Regions from separate parts of the Mus musculus genome. Here regions 2, 3, 4, 5 and 6 are each linked to region 1. A link is a contact called in public ChIA-PET, HiCAR-type, HiChIP or PLAC-seq and promoter capture Hi-C data. All regions are on one chromosome and are shown on one strand. Each heading gives the region's core, a stretch centred on a gene start, on an enhancer-like site or on the middle of the called end of the contact. The rest is flanking DNA. Distances are from core to core; before and after follow the strand shown. Region 1 holds the start of 2310039H08Rik (RIKEN cDNA 2310039H08 gene). Region 2 overlaps AI661453 (expressed sequence AI661453). Region 3 holds the start of Mrps18a (mitochondrial ribosomal protein S18A). Region 4 holds the start of Gtpbp2 (GTP binding protein 2). Region 5 holds the start of Xpo5 (exportin 5). Region 6 holds the start of Polr1c (polymerase (RNA) I polypeptide C).

What was found. ChIA-PET counts read pairs in DNA pulled down with a chosen protein or histone mark. HiCAR-type assays count read pairs that join an accessible place to other places. HiChIP or PLAC-seq counts read pairs in DNA pulled down with a chosen protein or histone mark. Capture Hi-C pulls out chosen DNA fragments and counts their contacts.
Region 2: a contact with region 1 is called in an HNF4G HiChIP or PLAC-seq map of pancreatic cancer cells. The contact joins the enhancer-like site here to the promoter of 2310039H08Rik in region 1. A contact is called at or near these places in 9 of 39 promoter capture datasets (the 3T3-L1 cell line, the HPC-7 cell line, hematopoietic stem and progenitor cells and 4 more), 2 of 115 datasets of contacts at active chromatin or transcription factors (bone marrow-derived macrophages and pancreatic cancer cells) and 1 of 9 other capture datasets (embryonic stem cells).
Region 3: a HiCAR-type map of astrocytes shows a contact between it and region 1, with 2.4 times the contacts expected there. The contact joins the promoter of Mrps18a here to the promoter of 2310039H08Rik in region 1. A contact is called at or near these places in 1 of 39 promoter capture datasets (liver) and 2 of 115 datasets of contacts at active chromatin or transcription factors (astrocytes and bone marrow-derived macrophages).
Region 4: a contact with region 1 is called in a promoter capture Hi-C map of liver, with 2.6 times the contacts expected there. The contact joins the promoter of Gtpbp2 here to the promoter of 2310039H08Rik in region 1. A contact is called at or near these places in 2 of 39 promoter capture datasets (the C10 cell line and pre-B cells), 1 of 115 datasets of contacts at active chromatin or transcription factors (bone marrow-derived macrophages) and 1 of 9 other capture datasets (liver).
Region 5: an RNA polymerase II ChIA-PET map of memory CD8 T cells shows a contact between it and region 1, with 157 read pairs. The contact joins the promoter of Xpo5 here to the promoter of 2310039H08Rik in region 1. A contact is called at or near these places in 3 of 39 promoter capture datasets (liver and pre-B cells) and 6 of 115 datasets of contacts at active chromatin or transcription factors (the SCID.adh cell line, craniofacial prominence, embryonic stem cells and 3 more).
Region 6: a contact with region 1 is called in an RNA polymerase II ChIA-PET map of effector CD8 T cells, with 12 read pairs. The contact joins the promoter of Polr1c here to the promoter of 2310039H08Rik in region 1. A contact is called at or near these places in 5 of 39 promoter capture datasets (the C10 cell line, hippocampal neurons, liver and 2 more), 1 of 484 Hi-C or Micro-C datasets (regulatory T cells), 7 of 115 datasets of contacts at active chromatin or transcription factors (bone marrow-derived macrophages, effector CD8 T cells, embryonic forebrain and 4 more) and 5 of 9 other capture datasets (adipose tissue, embryonic stem cells, liver and 2 more).

Annotation. Positions count from the first base shown.
Region 1 is chr17:46,770,293-46,775,472 of GRCm38.p6, forward strand. It overlaps 2310039H08Rik (RIKEN cDNA 2310039H08 gene), which reads left to right and starts at 2,343. Exons shown (of 1, transcript NM_025966.3): 1 at 2,343-3,115. The coding sequence starts at 2,521. The coding sequence ends at 2,865. Rpl7l1 (ribosomal protein L7-like 1) reads right to left here. Exons shown (of 7, transcript NM_025433.3): 7 at 3,615-5,180.
Region 2 is chr17:47,448,443-47,453,622 of GRCm38.p6, forward strand. The region is part of intron 2 of AI661453 (expressed sequence AI661453); the gene reads left to right. Among named protein-coding and RNA genes, the nearest start is that of AI661453, 14 kb to the left of the region's middle. Within about 2 kb of position 2,944, at least 72 of the 459 cell types and tissues checked have an H3K27ac peak or open chromatin away from gene starts, as enhancers often do. A contact at or near this core is called in pancreatic cancer cells, where this site is marked.
Region 3 is chr17:46,108,552-46,113,731 of GRCm38.p6, forward strand. It overlaps Mrps18a (mitochondrial ribosomal protein S18A), which reads left to right and starts at 2,453. Exons shown (of 6, transcript NM_026768.3): 1 at 2,453-2,578. The coding sequence starts at 2,467.
Region 4 is chr17:46,158,851-46,164,030 of GRCm38.p6, forward strand. Gtpbp2 (GTP binding protein 2) reads left to right here and starts at 2,182. Exons shown (of 12, transcript NM_019581.3): 1 at 2,182-2,476; 2 at 4,633-4,659. The coding sequence starts at 2,291.
Region 5 is chr17:46,200,044-46,205,223 of GRCm38.p6, forward strand. Xpo5 (exportin 5) reads left to right here and starts at 2,768. Exons shown (of 32, transcript NM_028198.3): 1 at 2,768-2,982; 2 at 4,612-4,733. The coding sequence starts at 2,878. Polh (polymerase (DNA directed), eta (RAD 30 related)) reads right to left here and starts at 2,598. Exons shown (of 11, transcript NM_030715.4): 1 at 2,354-2,598.
Region 6 is chr17:46,246,027-46,251,206 of GRCm38.p6, forward strand. It overlaps Polr1c (polymerase (RNA) I polypeptide C), which reads right to left and starts at 2,019. Exons shown (of 9, transcript NM_009085.2): 1 at 1,869-2,019; 2 at 1,703-1,774; 3 at 81-188. The coding sequence starts at 1,937. Yipf3 (Yip1 domain family, member 3) reads left to right here and starts at 2,054. Exons shown (of 9, transcript NM_145353.2): 1 at 2,054-2,302; 2 at 2,815-3,012; 3 at 3,153-3,259; 4 at 4,385-4,430; 5 at 4,544-4,636; 6 at 4,768-4,899; 7 at 5,088-5,180. The coding sequence starts at 2,222.

The DNA.
Region 1 (5,180 bases), core at 1,093-3,592:
TTTCTGATTTTTACAACGGACATCTGGAAGTCCAAGTGTGGGAGCTCATGCCAGAATCAAGCAGCTAAGGTAGGTGGGTGGTGAGTTCCAGGCCTTCCTGGACTACAAAATGAAATCCTATAAGAAAGGAAGGGCTGAGCCTTTAATCGGTCCTGGAACTTGGTGATCTCACGGTGATGTCTCAATGCCGGCCTCCAGCCAGGGTGCCAATCCAAGCTACCCTTCTGTCAGAAGTTGAGGACCCTTGTGTTTCCCTATAGATATAAAAACAAGCAACATGGCCACGCAGAGCTGGGCACAACATCTATCCACGATCTCCTCACATGAATGGGATCCCCAGTCACACGCATGTCCCCTCCAGTCACACGCATGTCCCCCTGCACAGCGTGGGAGGGCTAATCCTAACACTCTGTTCTGTCTACTCCTGGAAGGAACCACTTCTAGTGTTGGTGAGGAAGGGCGGGAGAGAAAGAGACGACGACATTGGAAAATCTAAGGAGAATTTAGTAGAGCCCATGGGCAGAGAGCGATGTGGGCAAGGACAAGGGAGTTCCCAGGAGACAACGTAGCATCTGAGAGAGTGAGAAGGGAGCTGTGTCAGAACCCTTAAACCAGAGGGCTGTGTGGAGGGACTGCTGCCGATGAGACCCTGAGGAGGGGAAACAGAATGAAATCTGTTGAAGCTATCTCTTCTCTCCTCCTGCTACTCTCTCCCAGCCTGACCAGGCCCAGAAACTAGAAGGCCAGGGAGCCTGCTGCACTGACTCTGTCAGGTCCAGGAAGTTGGATGAACATGCAGAGACAGCTGCAGGGGCTACAGGAGAGATCACTGGGGACCCTCAATAATGGCCTCCAGGCACTGGCTGTCCTTCCAGAAGACCAGAGAATTCAAAGCCCAACACCGACATGATAGCAGAACTAAGGGTTCAGTTGCTCTCTTCTGGCCTTTAGCAGTACTGCATGCATGTAGTACACAGACATAGATGCACATAATAAAATTAAAGGGGGGCCCGGGCAGTAGTGGCACCCGCCTTTAATTCCAGCACTTGGGAGGCAGAGGCAGGTGGATTTCTGAGTTCGAGGCCAGCCTGGTCTACAGAGTGAGTTCCAGGACAGCCAGGGCTACACAGAGAAACCCTGTCTTGAAAAACAAAACAGAAAAGGAAAGGAAAGGAAAGGAAAGGAAAGGAAAGGAAAGGAAAGGAAAGGAAAGGAAAGGAAGCCCTAAGAGGTTCAGCATTACATGAGGAAAAGTGTGCCAGAGGGGCTGCAGACAGAGCTCTCAGTTAGTAGAGTGCTTGGCTAATACATATAAACTCCTGTGCTCCATTCCCGGCACCATACAATACAATTCAATTCCCAGCACATACTGGACATGGACCCCTGTAATCCCAGCACTGCGGAGGTGGAGGGCCAGGAGTTCAAAGCCGCGGTTGGGAATGGTCAGCAGTTAGTGCCTGCCGTGCAGGTGTGAGGGTCAGAATTTGAATGCCCACAAACCCAGATAAATGCCAGCTGGATGCGGCGGTCTGCCTACTTCTGCCCTTCGAAGGCAAGGATCCGAAGTCAGACGCGTGCATACGCGCGCGCACGCACACACACACAGACTATATTGTGAGTTCAAGTTCAAGGTCAGCTTTGGCTACAGGAGACCTTGAAAACATGAGAACGGGGATAAAAATTCAATAGCCCTACCTGCTGAGCCATCTTACCCACTTTTTGGGTTTCATGGGGTTGTTTCCGGTGAAGGGTAAACATGCTGTGTGCTTTTAACATTATGCAAAGTATGCTTTACTTACTGATTTCTTGATCTGTGCCAGATCAAGCTGTTTATTATATACTTACATGTTTCAGTGTGTAACTCGGCTGGCTCTATGGCCCGAGCATATGGTGTTACAAGCATGAGCCACTGCATCCTGTCAGGATAGCTTTGATACAGAAATCTGAACAGCATTGGGAGGTGTAGCGCAGCAGACATTGGGAGATGACGAATCCTTGGCTCAAACCAAAATTGACTACAAATCCCAAACAACACATAACCCAAACCCAAACAACAACAACAAAAACCAGGGATTTGATCCTTAGTACCACAATTAACAAATGTGACGAGCGCTTGCTTGCTTGCTTGGAAAAGCATACAGAATCACGCTCTGGACTGTAGCGCGAGACTCAAACTACCAAGACGACCCTCCCGGCCCTGAGCGCGCAGCCTGCGTCCGCATCTACACGTGCCAAAGGGAAGTGCTTTTGTACAGCCACGCCTCCTCACACTTGTCTCACTGGGTGCAAAAACTTCACTTTTTGGCTCGTTCCCCCACCCCACCCCGCCCGCTCCTCACCCACCGCAGCACATCTCATGTTGTGGAATGAGAGCTGGAGGTTAACCCAGGCTGCAGCTTCTGCACAAATAGCCCGGGTCTTGGAAGGTCTACCCTGGGCTAAGTTACTAAGCTCCCCTCTACTTTTCACGAAGTGGTTGCTCCCACTCCACCCGGAAGTGCTTACAGCCGGATCCGGGGGATGAGCTGGTGGCAGGACATGGACCAGCGTGGCGGTGTCTCCAGTCCGAGCGGTGCACTGGCGTCTGCCGAGCCAGCTCCTGCCTCGGTGACCCTGGCGGAGCTCCTGCACCTGGTACAGAAGGGCCAGGAGGTCCCGGGCCTGGAGAAACGCCACATCACTGCGACCCACGGTGAACCCACCGCGTCTCTGCTCCCTCGGAGGCCCAAGCCCTGGGAAGATGCGGGCTCGGCCGCCTCACCCTGCACCATCGCCCTAGACACGAGGACGCAGCCTCCGACCATCGAGGAGCGATCCCGGGGCAGTCCAGCCGCCCAACTCGACGGAGGCCCAAGGGTTTCCTGATGCTCGAGGTGTTTCCCGAGGGCATGACTGGGTCCTACACAAACTTGAGTCTGGACACTTGCCACCTGTGGGACTCAATGTTGCCTAGTAATTTTGTTTTTGGATGCCAAATTTCAACTTCATACTGTGTCCTAGTCCATTTGTGTAACGGAAATAAGTTTCCCTTGTCACTGTAGGACAGCACAACCTCCTGGACCCGCTTGTTCTGATGATACCGATAAACCGATATCCAAAAGGCATTTCTAACTTGGCAGTCGTTTGGGTTTGATGAAAAGGTTCCTTCCCAGAGTGATACATAGAAACCCTGGTTCTTGGAGTTGGGGGACTGGAGAGAGGGCTCGGTGCTCTTCCAGAGGATCAAGGTTCAATTTCCAGCAAACATGGTGACTCACATTTTAATGGGATCTGACGCCCTCTTCTGTTGTCAGTGTGCTTGGCCACATAACTAAATCTTAAAAAACCCTGACTCTTGGGAGCAACTAAGGTAGTGCGAGCAGAGGCAGTTTGGTAGTTGGTACCCCCATAGGAGTTGGCTTTCTCCTCCCACCATGCACCAGACCCCCCCCCCCCCCCCCCCCCCCCCGGTTAAGCTCTGGCTTGGCAGCAGGTGCCTTACCCAGATTCATCTCCAAGGCTGAAACTAGTAGTTGGGAATTAAGCCCTGGGTTTCTGAGGGAGCATTCTTTCCTCCCCGCAGGACTTGTGAAACGGTGCCAGATGCCCAGGGGACTGGGCGAACGGCTCTTTTTAAAGATTTATTTATTTTATGTAAGTACACTGTAGCTGTCTTCAGATACACCAGAAGAGGGCGTCAGATCTCATTACAGATGGTTGTGAGCCACCATGTGGTACCACTGAGCCAACTCTCCAGCCCCTGGGCGAACGGCTCTTAACCACTGAGCCCACCTTGGGCCCCCTCGAGTGTTTTTGGAGTCGGGGTCGTTAATACATCGATCTTTGTCTGCCTTCATAGTGACACCAAGCTTGCCAGCAGTCCTTCTTTCTAAATAGGCTCGGTGGCTACTTCTCCATAGGCCCCAATGGCAGTATACTAGCTGCCAGAATGTCTATCCATGTAGTCAAGGTCCTAATAGACCTGGGTCATCTCCAGCAACATGGACAACCCCACTTGTTTCTTGAGTCTCTGTAACCCTGGCTGGCCTCAGGCTCACAATAAGCCATCGCCTTTGGGGCTGGAGGCACAAGCCAAGTGCACCTGCTTTCTCAGAGGGCCTAGAATTGGTCCCAGCATCCACCTCTGAGCCTTCATTTGCCAGTAATTCTAGCTCCAGGGCAAGTGACACTTCCTGGCTACTTTGGCATGTACTCACACGCAAAAATCTTAAAAACAATCTTTTACTATATAGAAAAAAGCTTGTTTTAAATTCCAAGCAAGCCAGAAATGGAAGCCTTAGCTCTGCTCGCCCAGGCCTCTCTCCAATGCTACAGTGCTTCCCTACTTAGGAAGATGCAGGATTCTGCAGGATCCCAGAATGTTAAATAGCCATGCTGTTTGTCCAAGGTTGCGATGCATTTTTGGTCACCTCATTTCCCAATGATCAGTTAACACTGATCCAGGTGAAATTTAGTGGGCATTTCCTGGGTACATGTGGTTTAGGAAACAACAATCTATCACTGCATTGGTTTTTGTTTTGTTTTTTTTCTGAGACAGGGTTTCTCTGTGTAGTCCTGGCTGTCCTGGAACTCACTCTGTAGACCAGGCTGGCCTCGAACTCAGAAATCCGCCTGCCTCTGCCTCCCGAGTGCTGGGATTAAAGGTGTGCTCCCCCACTGTCCAGCTTTTTGTTTATCTTTAACATTTTCTCTATGTGTAGCCCTGGGTATCCTGGAAATCTGTAGAGCAGGCTTGCCTGTCCCTGAACTCATGAAGTCTGCCTGCCTCTGCCTCCCAAGCGCTGCAACTAAAGGTATACACACCAGGCCCAGGCAAACACTAGTTTTTAATAGAAGACAAGTGATTAAACTTCAGTCCCCTCCGGTAGCACAGAATGCAACTAGCTTAACAGACCAATGTGCATAAAAATGCAGGCTGTAGCCGGGCGTGGTGGCGCACGCCTTTAATCCCAGCACCTAGGAGGAGGAGGCAGGACTGCTGTGGAGTATAAGGCCAGCCAGGGCCAACAGGGAGACCCTGCTTTGAACAAAGCAAACACAAGACTGCCTACCCTGACAAAAATAAAAAGTAAAACCGGGACCCTCTTGATCCATGTTCAAGTGCGCCGCTTGGTCTGGCCCACTGCTCTAACAGTCTTGGAGGGGGTGGGAGGGAGGTTTGTGCTTGTTGCCCACCCAAC
Region 2 (5,180 bases), core at 1,694-4,193, 680 kb after region 1:
AGTTCAAGGTCATAGACACAGATTTGTCACTTTCAACTAGAAGGTTAAAACAAAAAACAAACAAACAAACAACAAACTTCTGCCCAATTCATTTCCAGAGATGCTCACAACTGTGTAAAGACTCCTGTGGCCAAGGTGATGATCAACTGAAGTTAGCATCCTATATCTAGAAGTGAATTCCAGGCTCCCCTCACTGCCTCATAGCGAATTCTGGAGATGGTGGTATAGGAGCTGCCACACCTGTCCCTGAACTGGTTAATGAATAATGACTAGCTCCTAATGTCCTGGCCCCTCCCCCAGGGTCAGTGAGGCCCCCTCCAGTCTCTTACATCTTCTCCCCACCCACCTATTCTGGGCCTTTACTGCTGCCCCCACTGCCCCCACCCCAATCTGGGCAGAACCTCAGGAAGTCTATGGAAGATTCAGGCTAAGTCAAGGCTTTTAGGACTGCTCCGGCCTGGAGTACTGGGCCTCTTGAGGACATCCCTTGGGAACATTCTTTCTGCACAAACCAGGAAGTCCCCACTATGCAGAATGAGAGAGGACTGACATGTCAAACTAATAACCGAAACCCATTGGGTCCATGGGAGTGTGTTGTACAGAGCCAGAACTGAACCCAGGAGGGACGTTTACCACATTCCTTCAGTGCTGGCTAAGGTAGAGCTGCCTGCCTGGCCCCACCCTCCCTGAGAGCACAGCTAACACAGGAGTTCCAAAGAGCATATATCCCTGAACAGAGAGAGCCATCCCCTCCCTAACGCATGCCAAAAACCCCCACTTCACAGCCCGAGGCTCTAGCCCTGAGACCGGAAATGATTTGCATATTGTCCTGCAGAGCCCAGACCCACGCTCCCAGAGGCCAAGTCCCAGGTCCAAATGCCCCTCAGGCTGCCCTAACCTTCCCTCCATGCCCCACCTGGCAGCTTTGTCTTCCCCTTCCAGGGCCCTTGACAGAATTACTCCCACCTCCCTGGCCTGGTGCTCGCCACCCTCGTCCTGTGTCGCCTTCTGGATCTTGGAATCTTCGAGGCCCTAATGAAATGGTTTCAAGGGTGTGAGGAGTTTTAGCTGAGGACTCTCAGGATCCACCAAATTCAGACCCTTTGGCCTAATTGCTGCTCTGATCTTGCTTCAGGTTACAGGGCTGGAGTAGCTTCCAGCCTCGCTCACCACCTGCTCTGGGTGAAGGTCAGTTGAGTAGCTCATTTTTTCCTATCTGATCTTGGGGCCCCTTCCATAGGCTCTGGGCTTTCTTCCAGTGCCCCAGGTGCGAGTGTGGGCTCACTTGTTCAGAACCCCAGTCCCATGTCAGGGTGGGAGGGTCTCTGGGCCAGTACCTGAGCCTTGCCCCTTCTGCCTGGTGTGGTATTAAACCTCTAAGGGCCTCACTCAGTCCTTTCTTACCCTCCCACCTGCAGAGAGCACCTCCCAGGCCTGGAGGTGAGCAAGGGAAGCCACCAAGCAGCATCACCCTGGCAAACAGATGAGGCAGGCCCAGCCAGGGTCTTTGAGCCCTGCCTGGGTGTCTTCTGAATGTCCTCTCATCTTTTAAGAGCCAGCCAGGGGACAGGTTCAAAAAGAGGGTTGTCCTCAGGTGCCTTACTCTAAGAAATACTTTCTCGAGTCTCCATAACCAAAGGCCAACCATGAAACAGACCTTTGGGGTCCTTGGTCATCAGATCCCTGTTCCCAGTCCCCGCTCTACCTTGGGTTGTGGAGTTACAGAGGACCAGACCCTTGTTCTCTTCCAGGCCTCTGATTTCTTTAACCTTTGGTAGGGCTTACTACTGTGAATCGTCCCCTAGGGTGTCCCCAGCTGTGAGTTTCTGTGCTAAGTGACTATACGGGCACGGGAGGGGGCATGGCAAGCTCTTACACATGCCTCACACACAGATCCGGATTCTTCCTGGAGGAGGGTTGCTTTCTGGCCACCAGGCCCACCCACCTCACTGATCTGGGGTGTGGGGGAGGGGTAGGTTTAGAGCTACCACACAGCAGAAGTGGGAGGACCTCAGCTGTCATCAAGAGGGAATGTACTGCCGCATGGTGGTGCATGCCTGAGATCCCAGATGAGGAGAGCTGGGGATGCCGCTATGGTACAGGGCCATGTTACTAAATAAGGATAAACAAGAGCTGGGGCGTGGCCCAGTAACAGAGCACTCTCCTCCTCACATGCACCGTAAACTGGGTTCACTCTCTGTTGTGGGGTGGGGATAAGAACACAGAGACCTGGACCTGTGAAAGAACCTGGTAGATAAAGGCTCTTGCCGCCCAGCCCCATGACCCAAATCCAATCGCCAGGACCCGAAAGGTAGAAGGAGAGAGGTGACATTTGAGGATCATCCTCTGACCTGCACATACATGACCTGTGCACATGTGCATACTTGTACACAAAAATAAATAAATGCAATAAGATTAGTGACAAAATAATAATAATAGTAATAAGAATAATGATGATAATAAAAAATGCTGGATCCACGAAAGAGCAGGCTTGCTCTGGACTAGAGCAGGCTTGCCCTCTAGAGCAGCAGAGGCGGGTTTGGTGGCACACACCTTTAATCTCAGTGCCTGAGGCAGAAGCAGGAGGATCTTGGTGAGTTTCAGGACAGCCATGGCTACTTGGAGAGATCCAGTCTCAAAACAAAAGGAGCGGCAGACCTTGGAGCTGGGTCTTGGCCACAGGCCTCAGGAAGAGCAACCTCTCCCCTACTTCCTAGGGAAAATGGAGCCCAGAACTCAAGGCTGAGCCTGCCCTACGCTAAACCCTGAGCAGTAGCTGATTGTCCCGGGTGACCTCTTCTCTGCACCCCATCTGATCCTGCCATCCCCGGGCTGATGCTCATGAGAAATTTGAAATTAAATGTCCGTGTGGTAACTATGGGCAAACTGGCTGGACAGGTCTTGGAGTGCCCAGGGCGGTGAGAGCTCCCAGGGTTGCCCTGCCCTCTGAGTCACACAGGCCTGGTCCTGCCAAGGGGAGGAAATCCCTGAGCTGCAGGAGAGACCTACGTGTCTCCTCTGGGCCCACTCCCTCTAAGTCCCTGATTGCCTGGGAGCCCTCAACTCGCCGTGGAGCCCACCCAGACAGCTGGCTCGGGAACACATTCCTAAACTCAAGAGGGAGACAAGGCAGGCTGAGTCTCACTGATCTTGTAGGTGATGTTGAATGGAAAGGCTATAGAGTCTGAGGTGGCAGAGCTAGCAGTGAGCGCAGTGAGCATCAAGTTGGAGGTCTTACCGCCCTCCCACCCTCCTGACCCCTTCATTCACAAGAGTTCCTCAAAGCCAGCGACACCCTCATCCCCACCTATAAACAGCTGCCTCTTGGCTAGCCCCTGTCCTGACCTGGCTGCCTCAGGAGGGTTGACCAGGAAGATTTGTTAAAAGTGGAATCAGCTCTGGAAGACACTGTATGGAGGGTCGTCAGGGACCTGCTCCTTTGGCTCTGCTTACTGCTTGTCCTGGAGGGAGGGCTAGAGCTGAGACCTGGGGCAGAGGCCCAGCAGCAGCCAGGCCCCTACAGCTCTGACTCCAGGAAGCCAAGCAAGGACGAGGATGTGGGAAGCAGCTGAGAGCTTTGTTTGTTTGTTTGTTTTTTAGACAAGGATTCATGCATCCCAGGCTAGCCTTGATTTCCTTATGTCACCAGTGAGCATCCTAAACTTTTAATCAGTAATTAAAAATTCTATCTTCAGCAAACCCTTATTATGTCACCCTGGCTGGCCTGAACTCTCTGTGTAGACCAGACAGGCATCCACCTCAGAGATCCTTCTGTCTCTGCTTCTCAGTGCTGAAATTAAAAGTGTTAGCCAATAAGCATAACCATATACATAAACACACACATATATAATTACAGTCATTTATTTAGTGTATATGTGTCCTCTCCTATGCATTGCTCTGTGTGTCCTGGAGACCTAGCTCAGCTCATCAGGCTTTCTGGCAAGAATCTTTACCTACTGAGCCATCTGGCCAGCACACCCTGAACTCCAGATCTTTCTGTCTCTACTCTGGAATGCTGGAATTACAGGCATGCGCTACCATTGCCTGATTTACTGGGTGCTGGGAATTGAACCCAGGGCTTTCTGAGTGCTGAGTAAGCACCCCAAACATTCTGACAACTGAGGACACCCTCAGCTGAACTGGGGGCTTTCTGTGTTACCACACACGTAACTCTCTACCAAGTAGTCTACTGAGGAAGCTATCCCCAGCCCAACTGAGCTGATAGCTGAAATCACCCGCCCATCTGTCTGATTCAGAGATCTTAGATGCTATGGAGGCCATGGCTGGTCTTGGGTCTAAGTCATGTCCTGTCTTGGGCTTGCAGTGTTCTTCTGCCCACACCCCTACATTGCCCCCCACAAACCAGTGGCAGCCAGCTGGCCCTCACTCTGTTGAGCACCTTGATGCCTGTAAAACTCTTCTGTGACTCCCACTCTGGCTGGGCGTGAGGGAGGACCCAAGCCGGCCTGGCTGTTACTCTGGAGCAGGGTCTGCTCCCTCCCCCATCCCCCTCAGAGCTCCATATGCCACCTCCCGGTCCAGGGCACAGATAGGCTCAGGAGGAGGCTGGTGAGGAAGGCTTTCAGGCTCCAACACCAAGGTCAGCCATGCATTTACCTGCTGGCCCAACCTCTGGGGATCTACCCTTGGGGCTTGGCTGGACTCAGGAATCCCAGGCACGAGGATGTGTATACCAGGGCAAGAGGAGGTCAGTGGGGTGGGATGGAGTGTGGAGCTCTCTCGTAGCAGGGGTGAGCAGCAGACTCTATTGGGCAAAACTCGAGGCGGGGAGAGGTGGCTAGCTTGCTGTTTCCTCTACTCATTCTTTCCTCTCCCCTTTCCTTTCTCTTTCCTTCCACCCTAAAGTGATAGCAAAGGGGACAGGAGAGGATTCCTGGTGACTTGTCCCTGACCATAGGGAAACACCCATTTTCCCCAAAACATGTGCACAGAGGAGTCAGGGGGCCATGCCCTGGGCACAACATCTGGAGATTCAGGCTCTGACTAACCCACAGAGGGTTTTTGAGGTTTATTTATTTTAGTTTGTGGCGTGAGTGTTTTTGAATGCATATAAGTCTCTGTGCTATGTGTGTGTGTGCTGCCCACAGAGGCCAGAAGACGACATTGGATCCCTGGAACTGTAGTAACAGCCTTCTAGTGCTGGCAAATGAACCAGGCCC
Region 3 (5,180 bases), core at 1,203-3,702, 660 kb before region 1:
ATATGCCAGAAAGTTTGCTCTCTGTGAGGTTTGCCAAAAGGCATGCTTGTCCCAGCACTATGTGTAATGGTCCCACGTGGGGATGATCCAAACAGAGAAAAGGATATTTAAAATGATATGCATTCTAAGAAAATACTTTATAAAGGTCAAATCAGGAAAATGTTGTTTGTGGTGCCAAAGATTGAGAAAATAGCTATCCTTGGGAGGAGTGACTGGGAGGATGTACAACTTAGTGTCCTAGAGTGTTGACTGTGTTCTACTTGTTAGCATGGAAAATAGACTTATTCTATGGAAATTCATCAAGCTGTCCACTGAAGATTGGTGTACTTTACTTACATGCTTAATTCTTTAATTTTAAAAATAGGTTGTGTGTGTGTGTTTAAAGAAATTTTTGAAGACACATGCACACTTTTAATCTCAGCCTTTGGGAGGCTAGCCTGGTCTATATAGCAAGTTTTAGGACGGCCAGTAAAACCCTGTAGCTAGCTAGCTAGCTAGCTAGCTAGTTAGTTAGTTAGAACCTCTTGAGCAAAATATGGTGGCACAAAATTGTTTTGTCATGTAGGAGCTAATAATAAACAGGCTCAGAAAAACAAGATGGCTCACAACAAAGAGCATGAATGAATGAATAAACATGAACCGTGGTGATTTCCTTGTTCAAGATAATTGGTGCTCACCTCAGGATTCTCTGTTGTATTTATTCCTTTTTCCTTCATTTTTTTTCTACTATGACCAGGTTACCTGTTTTCTTTTAACCTGTCTTTATAGAAAATGAAAGCTGGTTTTGAAAATATCATTTACCATTTTCTTCATTCATTCATTCATTCGTTCGTTCGTTTTAGAAACTGTCTTTTTCCTCTAGCTTCTTGCCATTTGATTTAAGCAGAACAGCCCAGAAACACTCAGTTCAGTTCCAGCCCATTCAGTGGCCTGAGCAGTGGGAACCCAGTGCTGGCCGGGCTCTCCAGCCTTCAGTAGGAAACTGCTGGACAGGCACAAGGAGGACATGCACACCCCTCAGTCTGCCACCTCTGGTGGAGCAGCAGTGAACCCAGGAGCCAGGGTGACCCATACATCCTTCAGTTCCTCCTTTCCACAGCCTTTTCATTGGCTGCGTGCTCTTTCTTCTATGTCTCGTCAGGGTCTCTGTAGGGGGAGAGATCAGGCATGACCGCCCATGGATGCTCACACAAGGTGTACATCCATGGGAAGAACTTAATGGGTCAGAATCCACTACATCACCCCCAACTGAGTGAGCTCCCTTTTATGATGCATGGGCTAACTGATTGTTTCCAGCTGAAAGGCCACATCTCTCAGCTTCCCTTTCAGACTACGAAGTCATTTCTACTCCTGTAAGGGGCTGTTGCCCATCTTCCCTTGCTGAGAATAAGCATTGTCCCTGCTAAGGACAAACTGAGCCTCTCTTTCTGTCTCTCTACAGCTGCCTTTAAATAACCTAGCATAATGGTGGTGCAGCAACCCGGGCTTTGACACCAAATGTTAGATCTCTTAGGCAGTGTAGGGAGACAGAAGACCGAAAAAGAGGCTAAAGCCTTTTCTCCGCAGAGAGGTCTGTTCATTCCAAAACAGTGAAGGACAAAAGAGGTGCCAATGTGGGAAACGCTGGCAGTGACTCTTTATAGGGGGGGAGGGGGGAGCGGTGTTGTTTCCATTCATAAAGAACTAGGGATGCCCTGGGCTTCCCAGGATGCAGCCACAAGGGTGACTAGGGTGGCCCAGCTTCGCATTCCTCTCTGCACTGGCGGACTGACCAAAGTCATTTGTAGGAATCCTGTCTCCTGACCAAAGCATTCTATAATTCCAAACCCTGCAAGAAATCAGGGAAGTGTATATAAACACAAAGATTGAAAGTGTGTATAAGGGGCTGGAGAGATGGCTCAGCGGTTAAGAGCACCAACCACTCTTCCGAAGGTCCTGAGTTCAAATCCCAGCAACCACATGGTGGCTCACAACCATCTGTAATGAGATCTGACGCCCTCTTCTGGGGTGTCTGAAGACAGCTACAGTGTAATTAGATATAATAATATCTTTGGGCAGGAGAGCAAGCAATGATGGCTCACAACCATCTGTACAGCTACAGTGTACTCATATACATTAAATAACTAGCTAACTAACTAAATAAATAAATCTTTTAGAAAAGAAAAGAAAGTGTGTATTAGCAACAAAGATCGGCAGGTGGGAGGGGTGGTCAACTGTATTCCACCTCTGATGCTGAGGGCCAGAGTCCTTACCATCCCAATCTGTCCTGACAGGTCTAGCCTCAGTCACAAAAGCTGCCCAGCAGGAAGAAAAACTAAGGAAACCGGGTGGCGTGTAATTTACAGACAGAGGAGGTGACAGAAACAGAAGGGATCGGTGACCACGAGAAACCCTCCCGCCGCACAGCGGCTGCGCACACCCCTGCTCCGGAAGCGGAAGTGCACACGCGGTCAGGTGCGTTCCAAGATGGCGGCCCTCAGGGCTCTGGTGTCAGGCTGCGGGCGGCAGCTCCAAGCGTTCCTGGCAGGCCCCGCTGCCACTGGCTGGTTATGGCTTCCAGCTCGCGGGTTGAGAGAAGGTGAGTCCCAGGACCCAGCGACCCCCGGGACTTGAGGAGAGCGTCGTGACACTTCAGCCAGCCGCGATGTGCCCCTCCCTCTCAGCGACTCTGAGACCCGGGAGGTGCGATCCCCCGCGGGCCGCTTAAAGGCTTTACAGACGCTGGCGGGGTGGCTTCACCTCCCGGTTCTCAGTGTCTTCCGAAAGTCAAGGAGAACTGAGAGAAAGACCTGGTCGTTTAAAGATCAAAGAGAAGAATGTCTCAGAGTTCAGAAAAGCTATAAAGGCTGAGTGTTAATTCTCCCATCATTTTCCAAATCGCCTCCTCCTTGGTTAAAGCATGCCGCCAAGCCCACCTTATCAATTCTTCTCTGAAAAATGTGTGATTAAATGGTCACTTTCTCTGCCTAAGCTACGGACTTGTAAGATAGCAGCCAAAGTGCAATGGCAGTTGAACAACTAAGACTTGCTAAATGTTAGGTCTGCATTTCATTAATATTAAATCTGGAAAGGTAACCAGATTCTAGCATCATCTGAGACCTTACTGAAGGTCAAACGCTGTGAGTCTAGCTGTAAAAGGACTGTAAAGGGAAAAAGCACGGCTTCCTTGGGTTCTAACGAGCTATGTATACATCCCCACCAATAAACGGAAGTTATCCGTTTGCATGAAAAAGTACAGTAAGATTCTGTAACCAGAAATAGCAAAGTCAGTTTGAAATTTTCATAAAGAGGATGCTCTTGAACAGGCTCGTAAAAGGATGGAGTTTGGCAGAGTGAAAAGGTCTTTCTGGATATAGTCTTTTCTGTATTCTGTGAGAAGCAGGAAAGGATAAGTGATGTAGATAAAGAAATGATGCGGGAAGGGACTTGTCTTTAAAATTGGCCAACCAGGGAATATTAGTTAAAACTGAGAAATAAGTTGGGCGTGGTGGCTCACAACTTTAATCCCAGCACTCGGGAGGCAGAGGCAGGCAGATTTCTGAGTTTGAGGCCAGCCTGGTCTACAGAGTGAGTTGACAACCAGGGCTATACAGAGAAACCTTGTCTCGAAAAACCAAAAAAAAAAAAAAAAAAAAAAAAGAATGGCAGATAGATAAACTGGGCAGTGGTAGCACCCCTTTAATCCCAGGAGACAGAGGCAGGCAGATTAAGTTCAAGGCCAGCCTGGCCTACAGAGCGAGTTCTAGGAGAGTTCTAGGACAGTTAGGGCTACATAGAGATAACCTGTCTTGAAGATAGAAGAAGGAGAAGGAGAAAGAAGGAAGAAGGATGAGGAGGAAGAAGAAGAAGGAAAAAAGAAGAAAGAGTGGCCAATAAGGGATTCAGTTCAGGGGAATCAAGAGATAATTAAGGGGGCATTTGTGTGTGTGTGTGTGTGTGTGTGTGTGTGTCAGATTAACTCATCAAGAAGGTCACCAGTGAGATCTTGTGGATGGCAGAGTGGACTCGGATACAGTGTTTCAACTGTCCCCAGGCTGCAACATGGGGCTTAAGCTCATAATGTTTTTGAGGGTAACTGACCTGTCAGATACTAACAGCTCCAAATTGCATATCCCTTATGAAATGCAGCATAAAGCTTCTTTTGTTTTGTTTTTTGAGGCAAGGTCTCACCAAACTGACCTAGAACTTGCTATGTAGATCAAGCTGGCCTTAAACTCACAAAGATCCACCTACTTCTTCCTCCTGAGTAAGGGCTTCTTAACTGAAGAGTTTGTGGACTGATGAACCATCTAATCAGTCTTTAGAGTCATCCTCTACAAATACCTGATTGCAGCTCTCCACTCTGTCAGCCACTGTTTAGAGAGCCTGGACCAAAGGCTAAATACTGAAGTGAAGTGAATTGAATTGAAGATATGCCTTTACATGAAAGCGCTGTCGTGTTTTATATTCTTTTGGATAAGTGAACCTTGAAGCACCCTCCCTTTAGGAAAGGCATATATACAGCTGATTTGTGTTGCTCTAGTGAGGATGTTTGTCACTCAAATAGTATTGTACATATAACATTCGCAGTTGTGGAAAACAAGCTGAGTCTCTTGCTGAAAATATTCATGCCTCTTGTTTTTCAAAGATAAAACTATATAACTCTAGTAAGAATTCATGAGACTTGGAATTGAGAAGCAAAGAGACTTCATGAGGACCAAGTACCAGTGTTGTTTTTATAAACTTTCAGTCTAGGGTACTGTTTCTCAGTCAGGGGTGGACCTCTATTCCCCACTCTCACTCCTAAAACATTTGGCAGTGTCTAGAAACATTTTTTGGTTGTCAGAACTGGTAGTAGCAGTACCTGGTAAGTGGATAGGAATACCATTAAATGTCTTACAACACACATGACAACACGACAAAGGACCATCTGGGTCACACACACACACATACACACACACTAGGGTCGGGATATGGTGGGGTTTGATTTTTCAAGACAGGGTTTCTCTGTGTAGCTCTGGCTATACTGGAACTCACTCTGTAGGCCAGTCTGACCTCAGACTCTGAGATCTGCCTGCCTCTGCCTTGACCACTGGTGTTTAAAGGCATTTGCCACCACTGCTGAGGTGATACATACCTTTAATCCTGACATTTGGGAAGCAGAGGCAGTTAGGATCTCTGGGAATTCTAAGGTCAGCCTG
Region 4 (5,180 bases), core at 932-3,431, 610 kb before region 1:
CCCTACATGGTGCTGGGACCTGAACTCTGATCCTCTGGAAGAGCAGCAAGAGCTCTTATCCACTGAACCATCTCTCTAGCTCCAAGAGTAAAACTTTTCAAAATCTCCTAAAAAAAAAAACATATATATATATATATATATATATATATATATATATATATATATAGTCATAATGAGGTTGGCTTAAGGGTGACAGGCAAGCAAGAAAGCAGAGGGGAAGGTTGCTCTAAGTCAGAGCACATGAAAGTGACATCACAAAATGCATATTCATACAAAGGTACTAGATGTAAAAGCAAGTGACTCACTACAAGCCAGGAAAAATATTTGCATGTGATGTGTATATAAGCACACACTATATACATCCTATAGGCAGCCACCTCGTAAACAACCTGTCTAGGAAACTGGCCACTTATACCACCTCCACTCCCCAGGACCCTGGTCTCCCAGCAGGCATCCTGTGGCCTCTCTCCTCTGCCAGCCCTCACTTCTCTCTGTAGGTAGGCCAGGCTGTTCAAGAATGGGTTATATCATGCCCCACCCTTTCTTAAAGGAAGGTATCCATTAAGGAGAATTGGCTGGGATGGAATTGTGTGTTAAAGGGTGACTGCTGGAAGATCCGTGGATATTTAAAAAATAGTTATCAGTTGAGTGCAGTGGTTTCTGGCTGGTGAGAGAACCCGGCCTGTTTGTGGTGATAATGTGTGGGTGGGGTGGGGATGTCTCTTCCTTTCTATTCCCATCCTTTGAGATGTCTCACTGAATTCTCTAGTCTCCATCTCTAAAAACTTTTTTTTCCTGGCAATCCTGGTCTTAAGCATACAGGATAGCATACAGAAAAGACACCTACTTTCCTTTACTGAAGACCCAGGTAAATGGCTGATCTGCAAGGCTTTTCAACTTTTGGTTCTTTTGGTATATAGCTGGTGTGGAAACTATCCAATGTGGACAGCGACTGCATGCTCAATAGACTCGTCTCCTTCGATGTGGAACTGTGCAGAAGTTATGGACTCAACCAGGTCTGAACTCCTTCAGAGTACACCAGAGGTAAGTGCTCCTACCGTACCGTGGAGAACTTTCAAACTCTGTTCTATTTCTTGGCTATGTGTGAACACCTGGTTGTTTGTGAAGAGAGGGGAATGGACGTACTGTGAGTCATGAGATAGCCACGGCGCTGGAATTTGAACCCTGGCGTCCTGACTCTGTGCCCAGCAATTCTGCTTCTCCATTCTGAGCCTTTGGTGCCCCGTATACTGGTTTATGTCGCTCTGAGAGTTCTGAAGGACAGGAGAGACAGCTTGGCTAGAAAGACAAATCAGCAATCCCCTGGCGTCCTAGGACAAGTTCTATTCCTGGCTACTTTCCCCGCCCCCTGGTGGTTGACGTAACTGGAACCCCAGCTCCGCCCCAAGTAGGGGCCAGGCCCCTCCTCCGGACAAGTTTTAAACCAAATTCTGTTTTCCGGGATTGGCTAAACTTCAAAACAAAGGGGAGGAGAGATACTTGCAGTAGGCACCCTCCAAACCTTAGGCAGCTGGCTGCTTTATGGGTCCTGGACACGTGTCTGGCCACTGCGGTGCCTGGGGCTGCTAAAACCAACCCCCGGATTGTGCCACCCAAGTAATAAAACAGTGACTATATTGCAAGGGTGGCATAATCATCGTCACAATAACAGCTCTAATTATGCTATAACTACCATCTGCCTCCGCCCTAGCTTTTGCCCTGACTCACTCGACAGCACTCCAGCCGTCAGGAAAGAAACTGAGGCAGAGGTGGAGCCAGCAGGCTGTCAGATCCAACCTCCCCGATTTTTAACTTGTTGTCTGGGGTCAGCGCCGAAAGGTCAAACCCAGTTCAATTCTGATATAAGCCCTTCACCTCCGGTTACTGTCCCTAATCTCAGGCCACAAAGCCTTCCTACTGCCCCTAGAAGAGAAGCCGCTGGCAGTACGGGAAACTGGGTGCCGACTACAACTCCCCTTAGTCTTTGCGCTCAAGGCGCGCTTGCTGCCCTCGCCCCCGAAGCCACCTGTGACTCTCGCATAGCGATGCCTCTTGGGAATTGTAGTTCGAACTCGCATTCTTTAGCACTAAATCTCATAGCTGCGGACTCAGTATCCCTTGATGCCCTGCGGCTTTTTCTGACGCGACTAGGAGGACAGGGAAGGCAGGGGCGTGGCCTACAGTGGGCCACACCCCGCTCTCCTCCGGCTGGCCCGACTCGGCGGTGGCAGTAGGGGCGGCGGCAGTGGCGGGGGGGAGGGGTCGGGCGGGGGGCTGGTGGCAGCGGCGGATGGACTCGCGGGTATCGGAGCTGTTCGGCGGCTGCTGCCGGCCCGGAGGAGGCCCGGCCATGGGTGGAAACCTCAAAGCTCGGGGGGCCGGCGGTAGCAGCAGTTGCGGGGGCCCAAAGGGGAAGAAGAAGAACGGAAGGAACAGAGGAGGTAAAGCCAACAACCCTCCGTACCTGCCCCCAGAGGTGAGCACCTGAAAAGTGGCGGAGCCATGGGGAACTACTCTTCCGGTCCCCGAGACTCCAAGGAGGCGGGAGAGAGAAAATCAATCCCCCTTTCCGGTGTCAAGACCCAAGGGAGGAAGGACCGGGGAAGAGAACCCCTCCTCCTGTTCCAAGACCCCTACAAAGCGGGATCGTCAAGACTGGACGATCCTTTTCAGTGTCAGGACCTCGGGAAGGGACTGCCCCTTTCACCTCCATAACCTTTGGATTAGTGGGAACCGGGGATCCTTTCCTCTTGAGAAGAGCAGAGGATGTCTGAACCCCTACTTACTCTGGGAGTGGGGAAGGAACACTGTACTGGGAAAAGAGGGCAGGCAGAGTAACCAACGTTTTTCTAAACTTAATCCACAGGGAGAAGGGGAGTAGCCGGGACAAGAGCAATGTGTTCCTTCCCTATTCTTCAGTACCCACACACATTAAACCAGAGAACAGTTAGACGTAGCCCTCTGCCCTTTCCTTGTCCTGTGGGGCTGTGGACACAGAGAAGAGTCCGCACGAACCCGCTCTGGGAGTCCTCAAGGCAGAGAAGACTACTTTCCTTCCTCTTAAAATAGGAGAACCCAGTCGGGAGCTAGTGGGCTCGCCTTTAAGTCCCATCACTCTGGAGAGATGGCTCAGCGATTAAGAGCACTGTCTGTTCTTCCAAAGGACCCCCAGTTCAGTTCCCAGCACCCACATAGCTGCTCACAACGGTCTGCAACTCCAGTTCCAGGAAGTCTGATGCCCTCACACACATACATGCAGACAGAACACCAATGCACGTAAAATAAAAATAATGTAAAAAAAAAAAAAATCCCATCACTTGGGAGTCAGAGGCAGGGGGATCTCTGAGTTCAAGGCCAGCCTGGTCTACAGAGCAAGTTACAGGATAGCCATGGCTCCACAAAGAAACCTTGTTTTGAAAAACAAAGATGGGAGAACCCAAGGTGGGAAGAGCTTCAATGGGTGATTATGACTTTTAAGTGTGCACCAGAGTGATTCAGGTTGCTGTTCCTGCTCATAGAATTCTGATTCAGTGGGTGAGAGACGGGCCTGATTGTTTGGCATTTCTTACAAGCTAATGTTGTGGTCTTAGCACCACAATGGTCTTTGAGAACCATTGGCCAAGATTATCTTTCTACCATCTTTATAGTCAGCTATCCTAATTATTCACCTTCAGCAGAAGAGTAGAAAGGTTTCTTTGTTGATGGGAAAAGAGCTCCTACGCATTCCATGGTGTGGTTGACAGTATGGATAAAGACACCTCTAAGGACTTTAAAGACAGCATGATGACCAAGAGGGAAAGAGAAAAATAAAATGGCCAGAGAGGAGGAGCGCAGAAATGCAGGCAGACCAGGCAGACGGTATATAAGTCAAGCTCATACATAACCTTTTGTCCAGGGGGTGGAGGGTGGAGGGTGGCGCGGGGCAGGTGTGTGTGGCACACAGCCCAAAAGGTGGCTGTTGCTCGAAGAGGTTATGTGATGGTTTCCTGGTTTCACCTCACTGAGGCATGAAAAGGGCATAAAAAGCCACAGTGAGTTCACTTTATGGAGTCTGCCCCTAAGCTTTCCTGGTTTGTTTGGGTAAGTCCCAACTTCGGACTTCTGTTCCTCTCTTACCTGGGCCTCTTATCTCGGGGGCGTTTGTAGTGACCAGTGCTGAGTTCATACTTTGGCTCCGTTCCAGAGCCTGTAGCCTCTTACACTTGATGGCATCAGCTGAGAGGGAGGGGCCAGAAGGAAGTAGTGTCTACCAGATGGATGTCAAAAAGAAAGGCTTCAATATCCTGAACACAGAAAAAGAAACCAAAACCAAATACCCGAGCCCGCGCAGCAGTTGGAGGCTGTGGCGGGTGGGGGCAGAGAGGTGAGCTTGTGTCTAGGAAGATCAGTGCTGAAGACTTGGTGCTCTGATCTTAGATAAACGGGTGGTTTGCTGTGTCCTTACAGGCCTTTCCTCAGAGGCCACATGGAAGCTTAGCATCTGTCTTCCACTGCTTCTTGGCGGATGCCAGCACTGGCAGGTGCCAGTTGGGCTTTCTTCCTGCTTTCTGTGCCTGAGGTCATTGGGAATTGAGGGGAAGTAGGGATGGGGGTCTGGACAGGATATGGTAACTGCTTCCTGTTTCTTTTCAGGCTGAAGATGGAAACATCGAATATAAAGTGAGTCTTGCGTTGGGGAGGAGAAGGGAATGGATGGAGTTGCCCTTGTCAGTGGGAGGTGATCTCTCTGATAGCTCTCCAACTTGATGATGTGGCTTCATGCTGCATGGTATCATGGCGAGCTCTCTGAGGTCACTGTGTAAGGAAAGAATCACTGCTAGAGTGGTCAGGGCGAAGGATTTGTTTGTTTGATATATTTTTAAGATTTTTAATTTTTTTTTTCTTCTGGGTTTTTGAGACAGGCTTTCTCTGTAGTCTTGGCTGTCTTGAAACTCACTCCTTGGACCAGGCTGGCCTCAAACTCAGAAATCCTCCTGCCTCTGCCTCCCAAGTGCTGGGATTAAAGTCATGCCCCCCCCCCCCAAACCAGGTGAAAAGTTTTAATTTAAATATGTGCTTCTGAGTACAGGTACCCATCAGAGGCCAGAGTAGGGTGTCAGATTTCCCTGAAGCTGACATTTAAGGAGGTTGTCAGCTGTCTGACCTGAGTGCTGGGAACCAACCTTGGGTCCTCTGAGAGA
Region 5 (5,180 bases), core at 1,518-4,017, 570 kb before region 1:
TTTAACTGGGAGCTTGCTTACAGTTCTAGAGGGTTAGTCCATGATCATCATGGCAGGAAGACAGGCATGGTACTGGAGCAGTCATTGAGAACTTTATATCTTGATCCAAAGGCAGAGAGAGCAAACTGGGCTTCGGGGTGGGTTTCTGAAACCTTAAAAACAGCTCTTCCAACAAAGCCATTCTTCTAATTCTTTCCAAACAGTTCTACTAAGGACCAAGTATTCAGACATACAAGTCTACGGGTCTGTTTTCACCCAAACTACCACAGTGCCTAACAATGGACTTAGCATCATCCATCACGGAGAAATGAAAATTAAAACCAGAGAACAAAACACCAACAATGTACATCACTACGGGGAGAGGACCAAGGAGTATTCTAGTTGATTGGCAGATCTCAAACATAGATTTAGGGAAAAGAGAAGAAAATGTTCTGTATCAATCAACCTCAGAGTGAAAATATTCAGGAAAAAAAAGCATGCAATGAAAGCACCTGGACACTTCCCATCATTCTCTAAAAGATACAAGTTATCTATTCACACAGTTCCAGGTGTTACAATTTGGAGTATTTGGGGAGTGTTGCTCAACTTTAGAGCTCTTTCCTAGCATTCTCAAGTCCACAACTTTAAACCTTAGCAAGTGTCTCTGTGTGCATGTCTACGTATGTAATGGCATAAATTGGTCATATGCCAGGAAGGGCATCCTGGAATCTGGAAATTCCAAATTATTCTGTGAATTTGGAAAGATAATAAATATATGTAATATCATAGCATTCATGAAGAGTTGGGGGTGTCGGTGAGACAGGGTCTCCCTGAGTAGCTCTAGCTACCCTGTAACTCACTCTGTAGACCAAACTGCCTCCTGAGTACTGGGGCTAAAGGTGTGTGCCACCATAAAAAGCAAATTTCAAATCTTGAAATACTTTTTAGAAACATTTGGCTATGGAGCATGGTGGCACAGATCTTAAGTTCTAGCACTCAAGAGGCTAAGACAAAAAGGTTTGAAGTTCAAGGCCAGACTGGGTTACATAGAAAGTAGGAAGAAAACACAGACACACATAAATGAAGAAGATAATCTAACACTATGTAAATATCCCGTTTCTCTGCAAATTTTCAATAACTATGCAACTATGAATAGATCCGACCTGTGAGGACTACTTTGTGATGTTTAGTGATTTTCTATTTGTGCAATTTCTTTTTTTGTTTTCAAGAATGGTTCTGAATGCCATGTAGTCCAAATCGGCCTCAAAACTTGCTCTGCATCCAAGGATGAGCCCCGAGCTGCTTGCTCCTCCCACCAAACGCTGAGATGACGCAGACAGTCTTAAAGGCTCTCGAGACAATTCCAATGTGCAGTAGCTTTGCATACCAATGGCCTATCACAAATAATACTTTACAGAAACACAGGAAATTCATGATTTAAATACAAGAAACAGGTTATACAGATGAGTGAGCTAGCACCCAACTGTAACTTTAAACAGTTATTTTTCAAATAAACAATCACATTGAAAACAGTGCCAAGCAACTACTACTACAAAGCTGCAAAATTACTGTAAAGAAAATAATTAAGAAGATACTGAATGTTCAAAGCATTAACACCTTACAAATCTCGCCCCTCACCTAAAACAAAATGATCGTACGTTTAGAAACCTTTTACACTTAAGTCAGGCGTCCTTGTGCTCTGGCGTGGCTTTTCTGTAGTACTGGAACAGATAAAGCTAGAAGGTGGCAAATGTATTGTCGCAATCAATACAGGATAAGTACCATATTCAATATAAATATCAGAGGTAAAACTGGAAGCGAAGCTGTGATTTAAGGGCAACAATTTACTAAGTGGAAAAACACCTCCTAAAACATATGCAGGATAAGAGATGATACAGCCTTAAGTCTTTTATGTGTTCCTTTCGTACTTTTATGTATTGGCAAAGTCTGCACAATGCCAAAACGTAAAAGACTACGTAAATTTGGGATGGGTTTTGTTTCGTGAGGCAGGGTCTCACTTTGCAGCTCAGTCTGGCCTCAAACTGGAAGCAATCCTCCTGCCTCAGCCTCCCAGAGGTATAGTTGGGATGCGTTTTCCAACATCTCAGTTCATCCCATTCTGTACAAAAGCACGTTTGGGAGTCGGTCGTGTAGTAAGACGCACGAGAAAATATGGACCAGTGAAGAGGAAGGTTTAAAAATTACAAGAAAAACTCTTTCTACAAGAAAACTCTCCTTAGAGACACTCTTAGAGCCTTCTCTCCCAGTAAGCATGCTTTTCATTTCGGCCCAGTCACCCCCAAGTAAAAGCGACAGCCAAGGCTTCAAAAGCCATCCGATATAGCGATCCCGAGCCGTGTTTTAATGTCCTTACCAAGGCGACACCTGTCAAAACTGCCAAGAGCGAAGCTGCGGGCTCCGGGCGGAGTCCAATGACAGCGTCTAGATGTCGTCGTCGCCTTCCCAGGAGCAAGTGAGTGTAATCTGATAACACAGATCCGAGTAGGTAGCCCTAGGCTCCCGCCGAGCCAACAGCCCTTCCAGCCTGCAGGTTTACGCCCCACAGCAAGCCCAGAGGAAATTTGGAGTTCAGCACCGCGCGCGCCGCGAGGGACGGTTGACGCGCCTGCGCACCGCGGAACTTCCGTTCCCCAGCCCCGCCCCGCCAGGCGCGGCCGTCACCCGAAGCGGCCACTTCCGCGCGCGCATGCGCCGTGGCGGCTCCGGCGCATGCGCAGCGCTGGGTTCTTCCCAGCTCCAACTTCTGGGACTCACGCTCCTCCCTCCCGTTTCCCCACCCCCAGCCCGCCGCGGCCCGGTATCAACGTGTGGTCCCGCCAGGGGAACTGTGCGTAACCTCGTGCTCCCGGGACGCCGGTGGGGTTCCCGGCTCTAGCCATGGAGATGGAGCAAGTGAACGCGCTGTGCGAGGAGCTAGTGAAAGCGGTGACGGTCATGATGGACCCCAGCTCTACCCAGCGCTACCGGCTGGAAGCCCTCAAGGTAGCTGGGGTCCTGGCGGCCTGGGCCTGCCCCGAGAACCCTATCCCAGGCTTCCCTCACGGCCTCTCCAAACTCAGTTTGTCTCCTGCCTATGCGGCCTTTGATCTTCCCACTGCCCGTGGGGAGGGTGGCTTCTGGTCGCGGCCCTCACCTCCTCCCACTTGAGTCTTTTCTTGCCTGCGCGCTTGCCTTTGCATCACACGCAAGGGTCCCTAACTGTTGCACATCTCCTCGCCATGTCTCAGTGGCTTTTTTGCCCACTCCTCACTTCTCTTCACTCTAGATCACACCGCGGTCTCCACCCACGCAGGCTGTGCCGGCTCTGACGCCGGGGCAAACCCCACATTCCCTGGCGTTCCGGGAGCGCACGTGCAAATTCCTGCCCCAGTGCCACCTTCATTCTTCCCTGCTGATCACTCCAGACTTGTGCTGATTCTAGATCCCCGTGTGTCCATTTTCTTACATCCTTACATACCTCTATCTTTCGAGTCTTGGCCATCTCTGGGCTAATTTGTGACGCTCCTTCCTCGTTTATACCTGTGAGATAGTCTCCGGCTGTTTTTGCGCGAAGACGAGCTTTACCACCGGCTTTGCATTTATTTGCACCGGGGCACTTTGGTTTCCTGGAAGTAATTCTCTTGCGTCCCGGGTGCTCTCTGCGCCAGGGTCTAGTTCAGCTTTTGCTATTTGGGAACGCTAATACCTTCAACAGAGCTTCTCTCTATTAGAGTAAGCGCCAACATATAGATGTATGTGGCACAGGATTTGGAATCAAACAACTCTGTTTGCTTTGTCTTTGATTGTGAAGAATTTTACATAGGCAAAGAAACAGAGCACCAGAGTGATCCCGAATAGGCCTGTGACCTAAACTCAGATGATACACAGATTTGCTTGTTCACTGACTCCTCCTGGCACCCTTAGTTTTGAAAGCTAATTCTAGGGGTTGACATTCAACTTGTATGGGTATATCTCTAGCATTTTTTTTTGTACTCTCTTAGATCCAGTTTAGTATTAACATGACTAATATCTAAATGGAGAGTGTCAGTATTACTAATCTAGATTTTCGCATCTTAAAAATACAGCTAAAAGGACAGCAGGTAACCCCTGCTACTGGGAAGACTAAGGCAGGGGATACAAAGTCAGGCAGCTATCAGAGTGACTTAGTAAGACCTCCTCTCTCAGACAAAGTAAGCAGAAGAGCCCTGGGAGATGGCATAGAGGGTGGAGCTTTTGGTGCCTGTTTATGGCTGAGGACTGGAATCCAGGTGGAGGGGAGGAAGAGACTGATAAAATAAATCCCTGAGTGGACTCACCAGCCCGTCTAGGCAAATCCTGAGCTCTGGGTTCTCAAAACAGCAGAGAGAAAGACATTCAACTTCAGCTTCTGCCTTCCACTCAAATGTGCAGCTCCATCATCCATGAACATCTGTGTGAAAACACTGCACGCACGCACACACACACCCACCAAAGGGAGAAAACTGAGAATGTAGTGTGGTCGTGATAGCCTTGCATGTGAACAGTTCGGTTCCCAGTTCCACACAAAATCAGATAAGGTTGGACCTTTCTTAGGATTTTTAGTCTCTGTTCTCTCATGCCTCCCCATGGAAATATTAATGTTTCTTCTTTCAGTTTTGTGAAGAGTTTAAAGAAAAATGCCCTATCTGTGTTCCATGTGGCTTGAAGTTGGCTGAAAAAACACAAATTGCCATCGTCAGACATTTTGGCCTTCAGATCCTGGAGCATGTTGTCAAGTAAGGAAGTCTTAGGTACCACCATTGGAGCCTGTAGAAGAGTAGCTTGTTAACCCTTTCATGACCACACAGGTGCTTTCCCCAGTGACTAGAAATGAACAGGATGATCACTAACATGTGGCGAGAACTCGGGATGTTGAGTCTTTCTTCAGTTAAGACATCTATAAAGCGTGTTACACATACTAAGTATTCAACAAGCCAGGCATGGTGGGTCGCATTTATAATGCTTAGCACTGAGGAACTGAAGCAGGAAGATGGCCATAAGTTCAAGCGCTCTTAGGCTACATAGTTCTAATATAGTGGGCTACAAAGTGAAACTTTGTCTCAAGAGCCAAATTTTAAAAAGAAACAGAAAACCTTTTTTGGTTTGTTTTTGAAAAGTAGTTGTATATTATTATAGATGGCTAGATGGGGAAATGCTAATTTGTGACATAAATCCCATATAAA
Region 6 (5,180 bases), core at 769-3,268, 520 kb before region 1:
CCTGCCCCAGAGGGATGGCTTTGAGAAAAGCGTCTACAAATTGATACAATTTCTACCCTCCAGCCCACGTCCTCTAATACCTCAGCTAACAGGATTCTCCGGAAAGCATTGGCGATGGCAGCATCAATCCCCACCATGTCGAACTCCAGCGTGTCTTCATCCATTTGCACCACGTCCACACGGAAATTCTAGAAGGAGGGAAGCTCCTGCATGACTCCTGCCTGGCTCCTACCCTGCACTATCCCCTCACCCTAAAGTCATGGTGCTCAGTAGACATTTTGTCTCCAGTCCTGTTCTTGGGGGCAAGGCTGTGTGTTTCTTGTTTTTTAGGTTTTTCCAAGGCCAGGTTTCTCCATGTAGTCCTGGCTGTCCTGGAACTCTGTAGACCAGGCTGGCCTCAAACTCAAAAGATCCACCTACCTCTGCCTACCAAGTACTGGGATTAAAGGTGTGCGCCACTATGCCCAATCTTCCCAGATTTTCCACAAACCACCCAGAGAAGTTACTATACAAAAAGCAGAACTTCCCACACTACTTAGACCGTTTGATACTTGCATGTCTGTTGTCGTTATTTTTTAATACCTACTTTTCTCAACTACATTCCCTTGGATTTTGAACACCAATTTCCTTATCTGCTCTTCTTTCTAAATTTCCCCTTCCACCCACACAGTAAACGTTCCTGTCTCCTAGGTTCTAATCCCCTGGCTGACCTCCACCATGCTCCTGGCTCAAGCAAGCACATAGACTTCACAAGCAGGCACCTGAGTGTACCCTCATTCTTGTTCTCCTGCTTGGCAAACGACACAGCCAGCAACAGTTCCCCAGTGCCACTGGAGAAATGGCTCAGCTATTAAGAGCACTTAACTGCCCTTGCAGAAGAACTGGGTTTGGTTCCCAGCACCTGGTGGGACCTAACATTCTCCTCACACTGCAGGGATCACTAACACACAGTGGTGCACAAATACACATGCAGGCAAACACGCATATCAAGAAAGTTTTAGGGTCCTCAAGTTACAAAGTCCTTTCTCTCACACACTGCCTCCCCAGAGCACTGGTGCAAATCGTCTAGTTCTCCCTGCCTTACTCCGTTAGTACTGTCTGGAGTTCATCTATGCCCCCAATTTCAGCCTGCATACACTAGCTGGCAGATTCACCAGAATTCATTCCCTCCTGGCTATCAAGATTGCAAAATGTTATCAGTCTACTCAAAAATTCTAAATTGGGCGTGGTGGCTCATGCCTTTAATCCCAGTGCATGGGAGGCAGAGACAGAAGCAGGTAGATGGCTGAGTTCAAGTCCAGCCTGGACTATAGAGAGAGTGCCAGGGCTAAACAGAAACAGTTTCAAAGTGAATTTTAAAAAAATCATATATAATGAAGCTCCAATCAGGCCTTCACTACTCAACTTTTATTCATAGTTCAAAGCTTAATTCAAATGCCATTCCCTTCACTGACCTTTAACTACGTCCCTTCAGTTAGCTGGATTCAGTGCATCAATGATTCCTGACCATATCCCAGCCATCTTCACCGCTATCTTACTATTCTGGAATAACTTGTCTGTGTGGTCCATTATCCCACCGAGAGCAACCACCGTGTCTGACCCGTCCATGGAGCTCAAGCGTGTTGTATGGAAACAGCGACCCCCACCCCAACCTGCGAGGTCTGGCCCCTCGGGCCGACTGGGCACCTTCAGCTCTACCCACCTTCTCGAAGCGGTTCTGGTCCCAGGCATCATCATAACCGGCGTAGTTACCGGGAAAGTCCGTGGTGTGGACCTAGAGCCAACAGAAAGGGCAGTGTGGCCAGCCTTCACACCAGGCCTCTACTTCCCCGTGCCGCCCTCATCCTTCCCGCGCCCCGATCTCTTACATTGCGAACCCCAAACTCTCCGAGAACCACGCGAGTCCGCATCTCCTCCACCGCCTGAGCCGCCGCCATCTTCCGCCACTCGCTGTAAAAGGAGGCGAGTCCGCGCCTGCGTCTCCGCAGCAACGCTCGGGCTCCCGCAATCTTGAATGTCGCGAGATCTTGCCCCGCCTCTGTCCACGTCCTTCACTTCCGGACGTCAAGTGGGGCCAAACATCCGGGTTTCTCCCTTCGGCGTCCCGGCGGATCCCCACCTTGCCCGGGCGGTCGCCCCTCTGAACCTCTCCCTCCCTCGGACCCGGGTCGCACGCTCTTCCCACGCGCGCGTGCTCCAGCGACGGGAAGCCTCGAGGGACATGGCGACTCCGGCGGCGCCGGCCAGCGGCGTCCGAAATGGTGCTGGCCCGGAATGGGGAGGCTTCGAAGAAAACATCCAGGTATGGAGCGCGCCTGCTGCCAGCAGCCCCGGGCTGGCGGCGTCCGGACGGTGGCTGCTGTTCTCTCTCGCGGGGCCTAGAGGTCGGCTCCGCTGAAACGCAGCCTGTCCCCTTTGAGTCTTCCCGGGGAAGGGTGTAGCTCTTGTGCTGGCGTGAAAGGGACAAACTAGGGCTCCCGCGGGCCTCGGCTCTCTGTGGGGGCTGGAGGCTAGGATCCACTGGCACCCCCTAAAAATAGGCTTGTTTGAGAATTGGGAATGGCAGATGGGCTCTTTTGCAACTCTTTGGAGCTTTGAGGTGGAAAGTAGGAAAACAACGTGGATTGAAAATAAATAGTAGGGTTTCCAGGACCACAAAAGTGACGCGACCAAGAGTTGCCACCACTGAAAGAGTGGCAGTTCCAAGCCATGTCCTCGGCAGTGGAAGATCAAAGCCTCAAGTTGTCAGCTGAGCGGAGAACGGGGAGGATGCAATGGAAGGGCCCCTCACTCTCCGAGCCGTTGTCTTCACAGGGTGGGGGTTCGGCTGTGATTGATATGGAGAACATGGACGATACCTCAGGCTCCAGCTTCGAGGACATGGGTGAGCTGCACCAGCGCCTGCGGGAGGAAGAAGTAGATGCTGATGCAGCTGCTGCAGAAGAAGAGGATGGGGAGTTTCTTGGCATGAAAGGCTTTAAAGGACAACTGAGCCGGCAGGTAGCAGATCAGGTAAGCCAATGGGGAAAAAAAAAAGGACCTATGCATGTCCTAAATTGATCGAGGTTTTCCACTTAGACCCACACGTAAATCTCGCCGAGACTGAATAACAATCTAGAGCCAAGAGTCTCATCATACCCATTTCCCTTCAGATGTGGCAGGCAGGGAAGAGACAGGCTTCCAGGGCCTTCAGCTTGTATGCCAACATTGACATCCTCAGACCCTACTTTGATGTGGAGCCTGCCCAGGTCCGAAGCAGGTGAGGCGCCTTCTCTGAGACATCTGTCCTCACATCTAGACCCTCATCCAGACTTCACTCAGACTCAGAGCCCTGAGCTCTGGTGGACTCCCCTACTTGCAACCCCATTACTGAACTGAACATGTTGTGAATACTTGGTGAAAGGTACAGTTGGCTAGGTACCCCTCAAGTGCGCTAACCCCTCTTCCCTCCTACCCCGCTTCCCTCCACACCACCATCCTTTAAATGGCAGGCACTCACTTTGTTCTCGTCCCTCCCTCACCTGGACTCCTAGACAGTTCTCTCCTCTTCAGGGTGGCTCTTGAAACTGCAGTGCATTCTTATTCCTGAGCCGGTCTCCCCAAACACCAACAGGTCCACCCTTATCCTCCACCCCCACCCCACCCCCAGCATCAGACAGACAGATCATGCACCTGAATACCAGAGCATAGTCATTAACTTGCTTATCAAAAGGAGGATTCAATCCTGGCTTCATTCTTCATTCGTCCTCTAAGCAGAACTGATAGAAAAGCTAGGGCCAGCGAGCGAGTACACACGGGTTCTTGGTCTGTGTGGAGCACTGTCCTGATGATATCTGATCTGTCGGTGAAGGTGGGGGTGGGGCTCAAAGGGGAAGGCTTACCAGAGGAAATACTGTCCAAGAAACATTGCCAAAAACAAGAAAAACCCAAGTTACAGTAGCCATAGGTACAGGAAGAAATGATCCCTTTTTTTATTGTGTGAATTTTTTTAATACCAGTTCAAGTATATTTTTCCAGAAAAATGCTCACTGCGTGGAATAGTAATGGAGAGGAGGCAGGAAGCGGATGCTTCCCTCATCCCTCAGTAGTTGTACAGTTCCTGGGGCTTCGCGCCCGTCTTCTGTAGGCCATGTAGGTCTAATCCGGTTCTCCAAGTTTACCACTCAGCTCAGTTTCAGAGGGCTGTCCTTCCACAAGGTGGTTTTGTCATCCCCTTTTTAGCCTCCCTCCTCCCATCCAGTGTGTCCTCTGGGCTAGCCCCATTCCTGGCAGTAGAGACATGAGTTAGGATGCAGGCCCTGTCCTGCAGAGCACGACATAGTGCTGCTTCATATCTCCTCTCCTCTTCTCCTCTCCTCTCCTCTCCTCTCCTCTCCTCTCCCAGGCTCCTGGAGTCCATGATCCCTATCAAGATGGTCAACTTCCCCCAGGTAAGGAGGGAAAGGCCACCAAGCTAAGCCTGGGTGTCCTCAGAGCAGGGGAGGGAGGCCACCAAGCTAAGCCTGGCTGGCAGTCTCTAGTAAGCATGTTACTGTACTGACAGAAAGTCGCGGGCGAGCTCTACGGACCGCTCATGCTGGTCTTCACACTGGTGGCCATCCTCCTGCATGGAATGAAGACTTCTGACACCATTATCGTAAGCAGGACACCGGCCTTAGGGGAGACGGGTGGCTGGTGGAGGTGAGGCAGGGGCAGCCCTGCGCAAAAGGCCCTGGGTAAGGCTGAGGCCAGAGGTCTCTCAGCCTAAGCAGAGCTTTCACCCCACAGCGGGAGGGCACCCTCATGGGCACAGCCATAGGCACCTGCTTTGGATACTGGCTGGGTGTCTCGTCCTTCATTTATTTCCTTGCCTACCTGTGTAACGCCCAGATCACCATGCTACAGATGTTGGCACTGCTGGTAAGGAGCCGAGCCTGGGGGTGGCTGGGGGGTCTGCTGCACTCTGCCATCTGTGGACCTGGGATGGGGGGACACCTGGGATGGGAGGAGCAGGGGGCAGACCGGGATAGGAGCAGCGAGCTAAAATACCCCACTTCGGGACCAAAGGTCTGTGCAGCCCAAGTGATGGTGCTGTCCTCTCTCTCCAGGGCTACGGCCTCTTCGGGCACTGCATAGTCCTGTTCATCACCTATAACATCCACCTTCATGCCCTCTTCTACCTCTTCTGGCTGCTGGTGGGT